2 separate regions of the Gasterosteus aculeatus genome follow, and region 1 is linked to region 2. The links are chromatin contacts, called in public Hi-C maps. All regions are on one chromosome and are shown on one strand. Each heading gives the region's core, a stretch centred on a gene start, on an enhancer-like site or on the middle of the called end of the contact. The rest is flanking DNA. Distances are from core to core; before and after follow the strand shown. Region 1 overlaps tns1b (tensin 1b). Region 2 overlaps tns1b (tensin 1b).

Region 1 (6,633 bases), core at 1,204-3,703, 99 kb before region 2:
CGTACTGACTTTCAGGGCCTGACGTTCGCTAGGACAATTTAAGCCTAAATGTAATCTCTAATGAATAATTGCTTAAAATTAAGCAATTGAGCAAGACAATAACTATGCAGACTAAACTCAGTTGTTTGATGATGAAGATTCCCAAGTCTCGAGCACTGAGAGCATTTGCACTAACAGCTCTAACTTGTCGGGACAATGAAGGCAATATCTATTACTGCAGCCATCAGTGGTCTGAAAAAGGGGTCATCCGAGGTTACCTGGGGTCGTCTCCGTGTCAGGGTTTAGTCAATTAAGTGACAGGGGAGGGGAAAAGAAAAGGCCAGAGGTGAACAGCTTCTCACTTTCCTTAATGGTGTTTACTGAAAAGAGGCAATGCAGTTGACAATGATGACGATAAGAGATTAGCTTGGTTTGACTGATGCAATCAATTTATAGGATAGAACTGGGTGCATGTTTTTTGTTTCATGGTTCCTGACTAAATGTTGCTTTCTGTTAAACTTTACATGCCGGGAGTCCCAGTATCAAGCAGTTTTTTCTACTGTTTTTAAAAATGTATGTACCCGGTTGGGTGCGACTGAAGTATAATGTTGAACAAAAAGCCGGAAAGCTGGAAAGTGAACGAGATTCATGAATAGACTTTTAACATGGCCACCATTTTCTGAACAGAATGCAGTAAACCCTTTCAGTCTTGTGCTCAAAGGGGGCTGGAACCAAATCAGAGAAAACGTGACCCAGGTCTGCTCAACACATGATGTTGTAGTGGAAATGTCTGGTCTCAGACTGATAACGCGTGAAACCATGCGGAAATGGCTGCATGTTTGGTTTGGCACACCAATATTAAGCTCGCAGCTTCCCAAACCTGACACAGAAGGAGTGGATGTTTGAAGGGCGCAACTTAGAAAAACAAGAGCATTCTCTGCACGCTGCTAACATCTTGGACCCTAAAAGCAATTTAAAACAATGACATTTCATTTTCACACTGTACTGTGTGTAGGCCCATCCTTGGAAAGTGATCAATTTGACAGATTAACACCTATGCATGACCCTGCATGGTTCCATCTGCTCTTGCTACATAGTGCATTTTACCCTCATGTAAAGTCCTTTGCACACTCCCCCACAATCACACCTAAAAGTTTCTCAGTGCAACCTTAGTCTGCCGTGGTTTCCCCTCGATCTGTTTATGTGCCTTGTGCAAGGGCACCTTAGAGATGGTAATGACGGACAGGCAAGTGGTTCATTTTTATTTCTCTGCACGGATTTAACCGGCTGGTCAACGAATCAAACCGACAGCCTCTCTCAAAGTCTGTGCCGCAGGTGCTATACAAATTGGCAAGTGCGCCAATATTTAAAATGCTTTGTTTCTTAATTGACTGAAGTGCTTACCCGGCCACATTTTGATATCACTCAGTCTAAGCTGGTAGTTTAGTTGTCTGATTGTCTGGGAAAAGGACAAAAGTACTGACTACAGCCATCACCTCCCTCTTATTCTACTGCCTTAAAGAAGGCCTATAAAATGAAAGCAGTTCACCACCTGCATTTACTCTGCATTTTACTCTGTGATCTAAGTGAGTAAAATGCTTGAGTCCAGATGTGCGTGAGTCCAGATGTTCTTGTTGTTGTGCATTGGGCTTTGAATGACATTACGTCTTTGTTTTATCATAATCAGTGTACTTATTTTGTGTAGCATATCTGTATCAGGTGTAACTTCTGAAGTGACTTCTTTACCATTTCAAACTGTCCTTCAGCCTCTTATTAGCAGTATTCATACCCACAAAACATAAATAAAGAAATCAGTTAAATTCATGGAAAATACATACATCAAATTTTTCAAAGAAAAAGTAATATATATTTTGGTTCCACAAATAACCCTTGCTGTTAAATCACTCTGACAAGTAATGTTCACTTGTGTGTGCAGACAGTCACTTAAACGCTCTCGTAAAATGATACAAGACAGCACCTGGGGCCCACACTTGTAGACCTGATTTATTGGGGAAATAAACCCCAGTGACAAAGCGGCATTTAAGTCTATTCTGATTTAATTGACCCTGGCTTGCTTTTCTCTCTCTAGTCATGCCTATGTTTGGTCATGTGATACGAGCAAACTGTGTGTGTGTGTGTGTGTGTGTGTGTGTGTGTGTGTGTGGCTGTACTGGATTTAAGAGGACAGCCAAGAGTGCTCAACTTCTGATTCACAAAACTCTCATCAGCTGTGGCTTCATGTCCAAGGGATGCACAGGATAGAATGGGAAGGAATTTTCCCCACTAACTATTTTCCAGGAAGTGAATGAGCTAATGCCACAAAATGTACAGAAGAATCTGGAAAGTTTTATACCCGAGGTCAACGTATAAAGACAGATTTCTGTGACCCCTCCACCCCCTTTAGACAGACAGCCCCTCCCATCTGCTGCCCTTGTTTACAAACATTCTCACATGGTCTCGTAATGACACAAGCACTTGCACTTCCTCTCTCTTTAGCGGTTGCCAGGATACACGGTGTTAGTTACTTTAACAATGGCGTGTTGACGCAAGTCAGCGCCGCAATTTTCCAGTGGAAAAAAAAGGGAATGTTTGGAGGACCGGTCCTGAGGGCAGGAACTGCCTTTCACATTAATTTGCTGTAATGAAGTTGTGGTTGAATGAAGGTTTTGTGTGCAGGGGGCTAAAACCTTATTTCTCTCCTCAGCAGCGTGTGGAATCTGTTTCCTCCTCCTTCCCACAACTGCTGCATGTAGCTTTTGTAAAGAACATCTTACAGTGAAAGGCCATTAATAAACCCGCCTTCAAACAAATCTACAAAGACTGTGCTTTTTCAGTGAAGGGTGCAGCTCCAGCGCTCCGGGGAGGTGGAGGGGGGTAAACACACGCCGGTTTGTCCAGCATGTGTTCAGCGAGGGGGAGGGAAGGTTGTCATTGCTTGCCAGGTGGGTGTTTTTTTGTATGTAGAAATACGTTGGGGTACTCGTCGTGCAGCAAGTACCACGGGCTGTATACTTCATATCACACACACGCTAAAAAGTATGGCGCATGTACAGTGCTCAGGCGCACAGACATAGCGATCCACTCATTGGTGCCTTCCTCGCTTCACCAAGTCATTAGTCCAATAAGAGGAGCAGGTGGATGAGGACGAACATCGGTTTTCTTTGGATGATGGATAGTCACTGTCTCCCAGTCTAACATCATTATCCTAATGCACTAAAGAGACCAGACATTGGCTGTCCACTCAGCCACAGGCTAGAAATTCAGCTTCTTCTTCTTGCTTGAACATGCTTGGGAAACTTTCCACAACCGTCCCGCCTTCAGGTCAGCTTCTCTGACACAATGTCCACTGGCACATCGGTGTCAAACATTCATGGGATTTGTGGTAAGTGCCAAACAGTTCTAACCCAGACCCTGCAACCGCAGCGCTGTTGGTCAATGCATTCAGGCCGCCACCTGTGGGATGAGTTTCAACACTGCAACATGTGTATGTCTCCAGCACATTTGTTTTGTTCACACCGAACAGTAATAGTAGCAGTACACAGACAGTATTTCACTACAATCAACTTTAATTGTTTTGTAATTTAGTTTAAACTCTAAATTATTAAACAATTGTCATACCTTTTCCATGTTGTACACATCGCTTTTAAAAGATTTAATTCTTAATGTTCAAAGTGTATGATTAATCTTGCCAAAAGCAGTGGAGGGTTAGTTTCCTGACAACAGGGAAAAGTTCTCCTGCTGATGAAGACAATGTGATATGATTAAGTCACTGTCAGTAATTGAGTCTTTCATGAGACAGAGTAAGTATCAGTATATTGGTACTTGCCATATGTACAAGTATGCGCTTCAGATGATGTAGTCAAAGTTCTCTCTTTATACTTTATAAGAAATGAAAGATGAGACCCAGATGATCTTGCACTATAATCTGCCAAGCTGCTATTCCTCTGAGCTGTAGCTTGTGTCACAGCCACCAGGAGGCAGCAGAGTCCTTTGTTCCTCACAGAATACTTCTATCCATCTGCAGCGGATTCATTTGTACGCTTCTAAATATTTCAGCACATACCTCACAGTAATTGTCTGTGTATTGGGCAACTGCAGTTTGAATGAAGGGAAACAGCTGCTTAGACTGAACAGAGTCAGACTAAAACCCACCCTTGAGTCATAAAATGGACAGACAGATAAACAAACAGAAGTCATGTTTAGTCAGGTTGAAGCAAACAAATGACAGAGATCACAGAAGGATTCCATGGGAAGTCTTACTCAGGATTTAATCTGCTGTCCCGCAATGTGTTTGGGGGAATCTCCCATGTTAGGAAAGCCTTAGCAGCTGGATGAAGGTGGGGTCGGACCCACAGAAAGCCAACACTGCAGGGACTTTAGTTGGGAAAATGCGTGGGCTGAATGATGACATCCCTGTTTCAGTCTGATGATGGATAATTCATTAATAACATTATCACAGAAGAGAGACACCACAGAGCGTGTAGGCACATGAAACTTATTTATTTTTCAGCGGTTAAGACTGGAGGGTTAGTCACGAAAGGTCATTAGCTGTTCACGGTCACTCTTGTGGAACAGCTGAGAAGCTCTAATAAGTCTGCATGTCTCAGAGGATATGTCACATGACCTGGACGCCGGTGTGGAACTATACATACCTTCCAGACAGGACACGACACTTTTGTTCATAGTAGGATGTATATAGCAATAGATGGAAAAACATTTTAAAGTTGTTTTTTTTATTCTAAAGCCTTCTCTAAATTAACAAGTAATCACTTCAGACAGCAGGTATTTTCAGTGTGGCTAATCTCAGCCACAATCGCATAGATCAAACTTTGACACTCAAAGCTAAACATTTTTTTGCAGTTCATTACATAAGTATTTGAGAGTATCAGAAAAGCCAAACTTAATATTTGGTACAAAAACCTTTGTTTGCGATTACAGACATCATACTTGTCATAGTCTTGACCAGGTTTGCACCCACTGCAGCAGGGATCTTGGCCCACTCCTCCATACAGACCTTCAGGTTTCGGGTCTGTCGCTGGGTAACAGACTTTCAGCTCCCTCCAAGGATTTTATATTGGCTTCAGGTCTGGAGACGGGCCGGGCCTCTCCAGGACCTTGAGATGCTTCTCACGGAGCCACTGGCTGTGTGTTTCAGGTCGTGGTCTTGCTGGTAGACCCAGCCACGACCAATCTTCAATGCGGGTGGAATGGTGTTCTTGGGGGTTGTACTCATCCTTCTTCCTCCAAACACTGCAAGTGTTTAAGACCAAAAAGCTCTATTTTTTCGACCACATGGCCTTCTCCTATACCTCCTCTGGTTCATCCAGATGGTCATTGGCAAACAGACAGGCCTGGACCTGCGCTGGCTGGAGCCGGGGGGCCTTTCTGGCGATGCAGGATATTAATCCATGACGGTGTAGTGTGTTACTAATGGTTTTCTTTGAGACTGGTCGCAGCTCTCTTCAGGTCGTTGACCAGGTCCTGCCCTGTAGTTCTGGGCTGATCCCTCACCTTCCTCATGATCATTGATGCCCCACGAGGTGGCATCTCGCACGGAGCCCCAGACCGAGGGAGATTGACCGTCATCTTGAACTTCTTCCATTTTCTAACAGTTGCGCAAACGGTTGTTCTTCTCCCCGAGCTGCTTGTCTGTTGTCCTGTAGTCCATCCCAGCATTGTGCAGGACTACAATTTCATCCCTGCTGTCCTTACGCAGCTGTCTGGTCTTGGCCATTGCGGAGAGGTAGGAGTCTGTTTGACTGAGTGTGTGGGCAGGTGTCTTTTATACAGGTAACGAGTTCAAACAGGTGCAGTTAATACATGTAATGAGGGGAGGACTTTCTAAAGACAAACTAACAGGTCTGTGGGAGCCGGAATTCTTACTGGTTGGCCTGTGAACAAATACTTATTTCATGCAATAAACTACAAAATATATTTTTTAAATCTTACAATGTGATTTGGGGGATTTGTTTTAGATTCCGTAACTTACAGTCGAAGAGTACCTATGATAAGAAATGACAGACTCCTACATGCTTTGTAAGTGGGGAAAACCTGCAAAATCGGCAGAACAAAATGTACTCATCCCAGGAATAAAAGCAAAACAATGAAATGTGTCATTTTTTGTGTAGACTTCACAGATCAAAATCTCAAAACCTGTAAATATAATAATCCACTCATCCATGACAACACAGACACAAAACATTCAAAAAGACAAATGAAATACAACGCACATCATTTACAACATTGTCTTAAGCACAAAAGTGACACTTTTTTTCCCGTTATCACACATCAGTTAGTTATTTCCCGTATTGAAAACATGTATGGACATCTGCAATCTGAATGAGTTTGAATTAAGTAAATGTTTTTTCCCGCTATAGAAACTTTCATAGCACCACTGACATACAAAAATCCTTAAGATGAGGTTTCAAGTAGCTATAAAAGATGCATAGTAATTAGGTTTGGGGGTTTACAACCTGTAAAGGGTTTTTTATTAGAGACTTTTAATATAATAGTTAAAAGTAGGAAGTAAACTCATGTAAGTCTGCTTGTGTCTTTGGCCCAAGTAGCATAACAGTATTACAACGGTGCGAGTTATTCAAGGATGAGAATTGTGCAATAACACATCAGACTACATTTAAATACAATAATAAATGC
Region 2 (6,544 bases), core at 894-3,393:
TGTCACTTGTTCAGGGGCCCACGTCCTGACTCAAATTTACTTAAAAAAAAACAGCACTTATAAGGCTTTTATATGTGACCAGAATGTTCCATTATTTATTAGCGAGAGCCTGCATGCTCAAGTCAAGTTGTTACCTCAACACTGCTGACTGTAATCTGCACACAATACCCTCAAGTTTGACTCGACCCAGCCCGTTCCAGTTAAGTTTTGGATTTTCGTGTGACGTCTACGTCTTGACAGAAGAATCTATATATTTTTGCCTATAAAATACTTGTGGAAGAAAAAGAGAACGTCCTTTAGTTCAAACTGAATGTTAGCCATTTTTTTGCCAAAATGGAAACTCCTGTGGCGTGTCACTTGGTGAGATCAGTCTGAACTGTAGAATGTGTGTGAATGAACGACTATGCCCGTATAGAGCTTTGTCATTTTTTGGTATGCTACATTATATGGCTTTTACTCTTTCTGATGGAAAAACACATTAAAAAGCATTACAAATCAAAATGTAGGCTACGGTATTTTGTTTGTCTTGGTCAAATTGTCCTTTTTTGTTGTGCCAATTCAATGATAATTAAGACCCGTAGCTTAGTTTGTTTTGTTTATAGTAGTAGTAGTAGTAGTTAGTATTATTATATACTGTATACTACAGTCATTACAAACAATACAAGACCAGCGTAAAGCATGAATACATTAGGACTGTAAAGGTATAGGCGGAAGCATAATGCTTGTGTATTCCTATTCCAAATTCATACTAATTAGGTTACCCTCAAGAAAATCTGATGTAAAAAAAAGAAAAAGAATATATATATATATATATAAATAAATGACAAACTGATGATTTAGTAACATTACAAACATGCTTAATGCAAAGTAAAAAACGTATTAAAAACTAATAACAGATGCGATACTCCACATTTGACCAGAAGTCCTGACACCATATCATTAACTTGCACACATTGCTGTCAGCCAAGAAGCTTTTCAGCCAAGAGGTCCCAATCCAATTTTCTCAATAATGTGCTGTGATCCAACCTATCAAATAAATCTATTTTCTTGTCAGGCACAATTTTGTTGGCGAGAGTGGTTCCGACACGCAGAAAATAATCATCAATAATCGTCCATAGTTGCATCAGAGCTGTTTCCAAAATAACATGGAAATAAAGATTGGTAGCCTTTATTTTGAATAATATGATTAATTACTTTCCAAGTCCTTTGAATATTATTTGTATTATCTTATTAATGAATACATCATTCACAACCATTTTAATATATGTATAATATTTAGAATATTTCTATGAACATGGTCTATTTGTCCAGGCTCCATCCATCTGCAAACCACTTATCCTGCACGCAGGTCGCAGGGGGGCTGGAGTCTATCCCAGCCAACTTCGGGCGAGAGACTGGACTGGACTGGTCGCCAGCAAATGGCAAGGCTAACACAGAGACATCCACACACCTACGGGCAATTTAGAGTCACCAATCAACCTGATCCCCAGAGCATGATCCCCAGAGCAGTTTGGACTGTGGGAGGAAGCCGGAATACCCGGAGAGAACCCACGCAGACACGGGGAGAACATGCAAACTCCACACAGAAAGGCCACTGGGCGGAGTGGAACACAGGACCTTCTTGCTGTGAGGCGACAGTGCTAACCACCACGCCACCGTGCCGCCCTGTCCTCAGGCTATATAATTTAAATAGACAAATCAAACAGCACAGAGACAGGGCAAATTATGAGATCAAATGAAGGCAGAAGTTGTTATAGTGGACAACATCTTTATGACCTTTGCCACAATGTTTCGATTAACTGCTGTCGGAAGTAAATCAAATTTGGAAAACAAAGTTAATGCCATGTATGTTATACAACAAGGAATTGGGCTTGGTGCGTGACAATAAACTTGTCAACTAGTAAAAAACAACATTTGAAAATGTACAATTAAATATGATGGATGTAGAAAAAATTAATAAAAAAACTAATGGTGTGTCAACAGTATTTTTAAAGCAATGAGGGTTTCTAGGGTGTGTAACTGTCAGTAATTGATCTGGCGATCTAAGAATCTTCATCTGCTGGAGGCCAGAGCCGTGTTGTGAGATATTGGTCCGAGTGGGCTGCAGCCTTCTGCCAGAGGGAAGGGTCTTAAAAAAATATTGTGTCCAGCGTGAGAAGGGTCGGCCACAATCTGTCTTCTCTGCCTCATGGTCGCAGAGGCGAAAAAGCAGATGATACTCTGCAGTCTCGCCCTTGTCCTTGGCAGTGGCTGCAGCGTACCAGACGGGGAGTGCCAAGTCTCTGCTGAGCCTTCTCGATGATGGAGCTGATATGCTGTTCCCACATCGGGTCATCGGTTATGGTGCTGCCCAGTAAGCAGAAGGCCACCATAGAGATATGAGGTAACACATTAGATCCAAAACAGCATGTGTCACACCTTAAACTTTAAGGTCACATATTGGTTTGAAGATTGGTTGTTATTGTAAAATGTATAACGGAAAGTGGTATTTTGTGGTGGTCTTCGTGCTCACTGTCTGCCATTAGGTGTTTGGCCACTTGATGCCAGTGTTTCCTTATCAGACAAAACAAAGCCACAGAGGAACACACCAACACTGAACTCAAGGCAGTCAGTCTCATCTATGTTACAGATCTTTGGTGGGAGGGGTATTCAGGTCTCAGATGCTGCATCTATTACTGGTGTTACTGTTGTATTGGTCAGATGAGACTCAGTAGTATATTTTGTGCAATGAATTTAAAACAGATTAAGTATTCTGCAAATGGTCACACAATGCCACTTCTCTCCTTCTTCAACGTTCATGTACTTTTAAATCCAGCTTTATTTCATGGGAAAAACTAACATCAACCCTGGTCCTATATGATGCTTTGTGTCAGCAGGATTACAATATTTCACCTCCTTTACCCCATGGAATAGAATTACGACTCTTGAAAAAACATTTTCTCTACAGGGGTCAAGATGATGAAATGGGCCAAATAAAGAGGTCTATTTATGGTCAGAAAGGGTGGATGACGGGGGATGGGATTATCATTTGAATCTGGGTTTGTCTTTAACACTTATGAGGGCCAGGATTTATGCTTAGCTTAGTTGTTTTTTTTACCTATAGGCCGGAGGTCTTCAACAGGGTGCTGCAGGGGGGTTGCAACATGTTTCGTTGATAACACAATTTTTTTTATTGTCTTTAAATACACATCATGCTCACGTGTAAAGAGTGGCAAAGCTCAAAAATATAAGATGGTGGACCAAACGCCGGTCCTTTGTTTGGCGTTCCTTGGCCTGAAAAAAGACCCTTGCTATCGGCTAACTTTACCTATTGACTGACACTATAAGTTACTGGCCCATAGGCTTGAGCTACTGGACGAATACATTGGCAATAGCCTGAGTTCTTGATTTTGATGGAAATTTTATAGCACCTTAGTGAGATGAAGTGGGGGTAAACAATGTGAAAACTACTTAGCAAATGCACATTTCATAAAATTAGTATTTTAAATGTGCAGGTATATATTTTTGGTGGTGAAAATCTGGAAAATAAATATTTGACTGGTCAGCCAATTGCGGTAATCCCACCAGAGCAACAGGTGTCTTGTTTCCTGCTAAAGCCTATTGCCCACTGTCACACATAGAACCTGGTCACCATTTGGAGTGTGAAGCCTCCTGCCTCCAATTGAATGTACAGAGAAGTCACTTTGCCAGATGGAGTATGATCCCTCATAGCCGAATTAAAATGTATATACTGTACAGTATTCGTCCTACTCAAACATAATACGGTATAAAATACATTATGCCAATGGTCTAAAGGCATATTACAGTTTGACAATAAATGCTATGCATCCCTGTATCTTGACCAATCATATCAAAGTCACCAATTATTTCTTTCACAATAAAAAAGGATGACTTGTTCAAAACACACAAGAGATAAATAGTTGTGTGTGCAGCATGTTTAAAGTTTGTGAATGTTTGTGCCCAGTAAAACATAATGGTGTACGAAAGGAGCTAAACACTAAATGTGCGTTACAGTCTCCTGTCTGTGTTGACGTTGACGTACAAATTGTATGTGTGTTTTCTGGAGGCATGAGTGACTGTCCATCCTGTGACCGGTACGTGTGACTCACTCTTAATCCAAATGTTTCCATCGTGGCGCCTCAAAGGCAAAACCATCACAGTGCTGTCACCATCTGGATAGTAAAGGCCCTCCTGGGCTGGCTGCCTCGTGTCCCTGACTCAAAGACTTTGACTAAAAATACAACCTTCAGGATGTTATTGCAAAAGCACCAATAGATGTCCGGCCTGGATTTTTCTCCTTCTGGTGCTTTCTGCCTTGGTCTCGTTTCCATAAATAACAAAGGTGAAATTGCTCACACACACCACACGGTAATAAAAATGTCACGCTGTCTAAAAGGCATGCAATGGCTTCGATGAAAGACTCTTTCTGGAAAATGAATTCAGGGGGTTTATTATAGACAGATCAATATTTTATATAAACCAAATATGGGTTATCAGAGAGCTATCGTGAACTCAGTGGTCTTAGTCAGAGAATCTTTTGAGGTCTTAGTTGTGATTTTTATGGCACGTTTTCCCTCTTCCTCCTTGTTTCCAGCACAACAGGGTCTTACACTGTCTGCTTTTATCCAAAGTGAAGACAGAGTAAGCAACTAGGAAGGGAAAGTAGCTGCACACCTAACAGTAGAAAGGGATTTCCCCTCAAGAAAAACACAGCAAATAAGGAATATCACATTTGAAAAGTCTTTGGGGCATTTTCTTCACTTTTGACAGTATTGAGCAAGTTTCTTGAAAAAAGTACATACAGTATTATCTGAAAAAATAATACATGGGTGGGAATGGTTGTGATGATTTATGCCCCTCCCCTCTCTGGTCACTCGGTACAGCACGTGCCGATAAAAATAGTTCACAAGCAAAGGGGCAAAGGTCAGCCTTCATAGTAACTTCACAGTGGGTTTGAAGAGCCGGACTGCCCCTCTCTTATAACGATTGGGCTGGGGGAAGAAATCTGATGTTTCCAATAAGCGAGGAGAGTATGTTGCATTATCGTTTTTGCATTTGGTGGCGTGTGACGAGAAATGCGCAAATCAAAAGAAACCTGTTACATTACTTGACCTTAGAAATTTTACATTTTTACGGTAGTTACATTACAAAGAATGTTATTTTGTTAGGGTACGATGTTAATTCATTACTTTAACACAAACCATGCTCTTATTCCCTTACCTTAACCGAATAGTCTTGTTGCATGAAACAGATCGTTGTACTCTGTCAAACACACGGCAGTATGTGTTTCTGAGAATGTGATACAAGGCTGTTATGAAATAGATTTATGATTAGCGATTGCAAAGGGTTGTAGGAAAAGATAATTTCATTCAACTCCGAAAATGGATTGATTGTTTGTTTGTATGTAAAGTGGAGTGGGCAGTACTCATCTTCCTGGTGAGTTATATGGACGCACTGATGGCTCCAGTGAAGAAAGACAGCAGGCAGAGATGGAAGCAACGCTGTAACGTGAGCCAGCACACGTCCCGAGCTGTTGTTAATGTTTGCCGTGCTCTTCAACAGAATGAGCCCGTCCAACCATTCCCTCTCCTACAACTGTTGTGCCTGGCAACACACTTAAGAAGACAGGTGTCAAAACCAAAGTTTTACGCATAATCGGTTCAATGTGTCTCTTTGAACCATGTAATGCTCAGTGTGCAAAGCTCCTCGGTCAACCATCACCAATCCAGGAGCCCCAATCCTTATCCAAGCCCAACTCCTCACCCCACTCCCCCACGGCCAATCAACACATCTCAGTACCCTGTAACAGATGGCCGTAGGGGTCAGCAGGGGTTAGCTGGGCCAGGGAGGGGGTTGGCTAAGGTTAGGCAGGGGCACTGGGGTGTTTGGGATTGTTGTGACATGGCCTGTCTGCCTGTCAGTATGCAGGTGGATGAGTAGCATGTGGCCGCCAATCCCCTGCTTGCACCGTGCACTCTACCATAGACAGGGCTTCAATTCAAGAGGTCAAGATGCCGCGGTGGAGGGATTCAGTAGTCATCCTAGATCCCCAAAAAATGTCAGCCTACTCAGCACCCCCCTCGCACCTGCTCTGGAAAAGTGCAGTGTTCAGCTTTGGAGTGAGGAATGTCTAAAGAAAACACAAAGAACAAGGAAGGACTGATGAACCTGGCCAGTGCGGAACAATGATTAATCTACGCGTATTAACCCCCAAGACCTGTGACCTCTTTTATTATTTGAAGCGATGTTTCTTCTTGTTGATTAGATTTTTTGGGCTGAATTTATTCGAGAGCGAGCATACAGTTTTGTCTGAAGCCCCGTTATTAATCAGCATTTATATGTCGATTTTTTTCAAGTGTAAAGTTTAATCACCACATGTTTAGAACCTCACTAACTACAAAGCTCTCCATACCCTTGCCCCCTCCTATTGTTCTGACCTTCTGCACCAACATGCACTGCCCCGCAGCCTTAAATGCATCAACGCCAACCCCCTCCTCCCTCTCATCTGGTCCAACCGCATAGGGCCTGGGGGGACAGGGCATCC

What was found. Hi-C and Micro-C count contacts between places; a contact is called where the count stands out from the background.
Region 1: a Hi-C map of tail fin shows a contact between it and region 2, with 5 times the contacts expected there. The contact joins two enhancer-like sites. A contact is called at or near these places in 5 of 6 Hi-C or Micro-C datasets (liver, skeletal muscle, tail fin and 1 more).

Annotation. Positions count from the first base shown.
Region 1 is chr16:6,620,076-6,626,708 of fGasAcu3.hap1.1, reverse strand. All of the region lies in intron 2 of tns1b (tensin 1b), which reads left to right. It also overlaps the pseudogene LOC144388723. Among protein-coding and RNA genes, the nearest start is that of tns1b, 40 kb to the left of the region's middle. Within about 2 kb of position 2,453, at least 3 of the 9 cell types and tissues checked have open chromatin away from gene starts, as enhancers often do.
Region 2 is chr16:6,520,925-6,527,468 of fGasAcu3.hap1.1, reverse strand. It overlaps tns1b (tensin 1b), which reads left to right. Exons shown (of 33, transcript XM_078090135.1): 33 at 1-501. Among protein-coding and RNA genes, the nearest start is that of LOC144388724, 15 kb to the left of the region's middle. Within about 2 kb of position 2,143, at least 1 of the 9 cell types and tissues checked has open chromatin away from gene starts, as enhancers often do.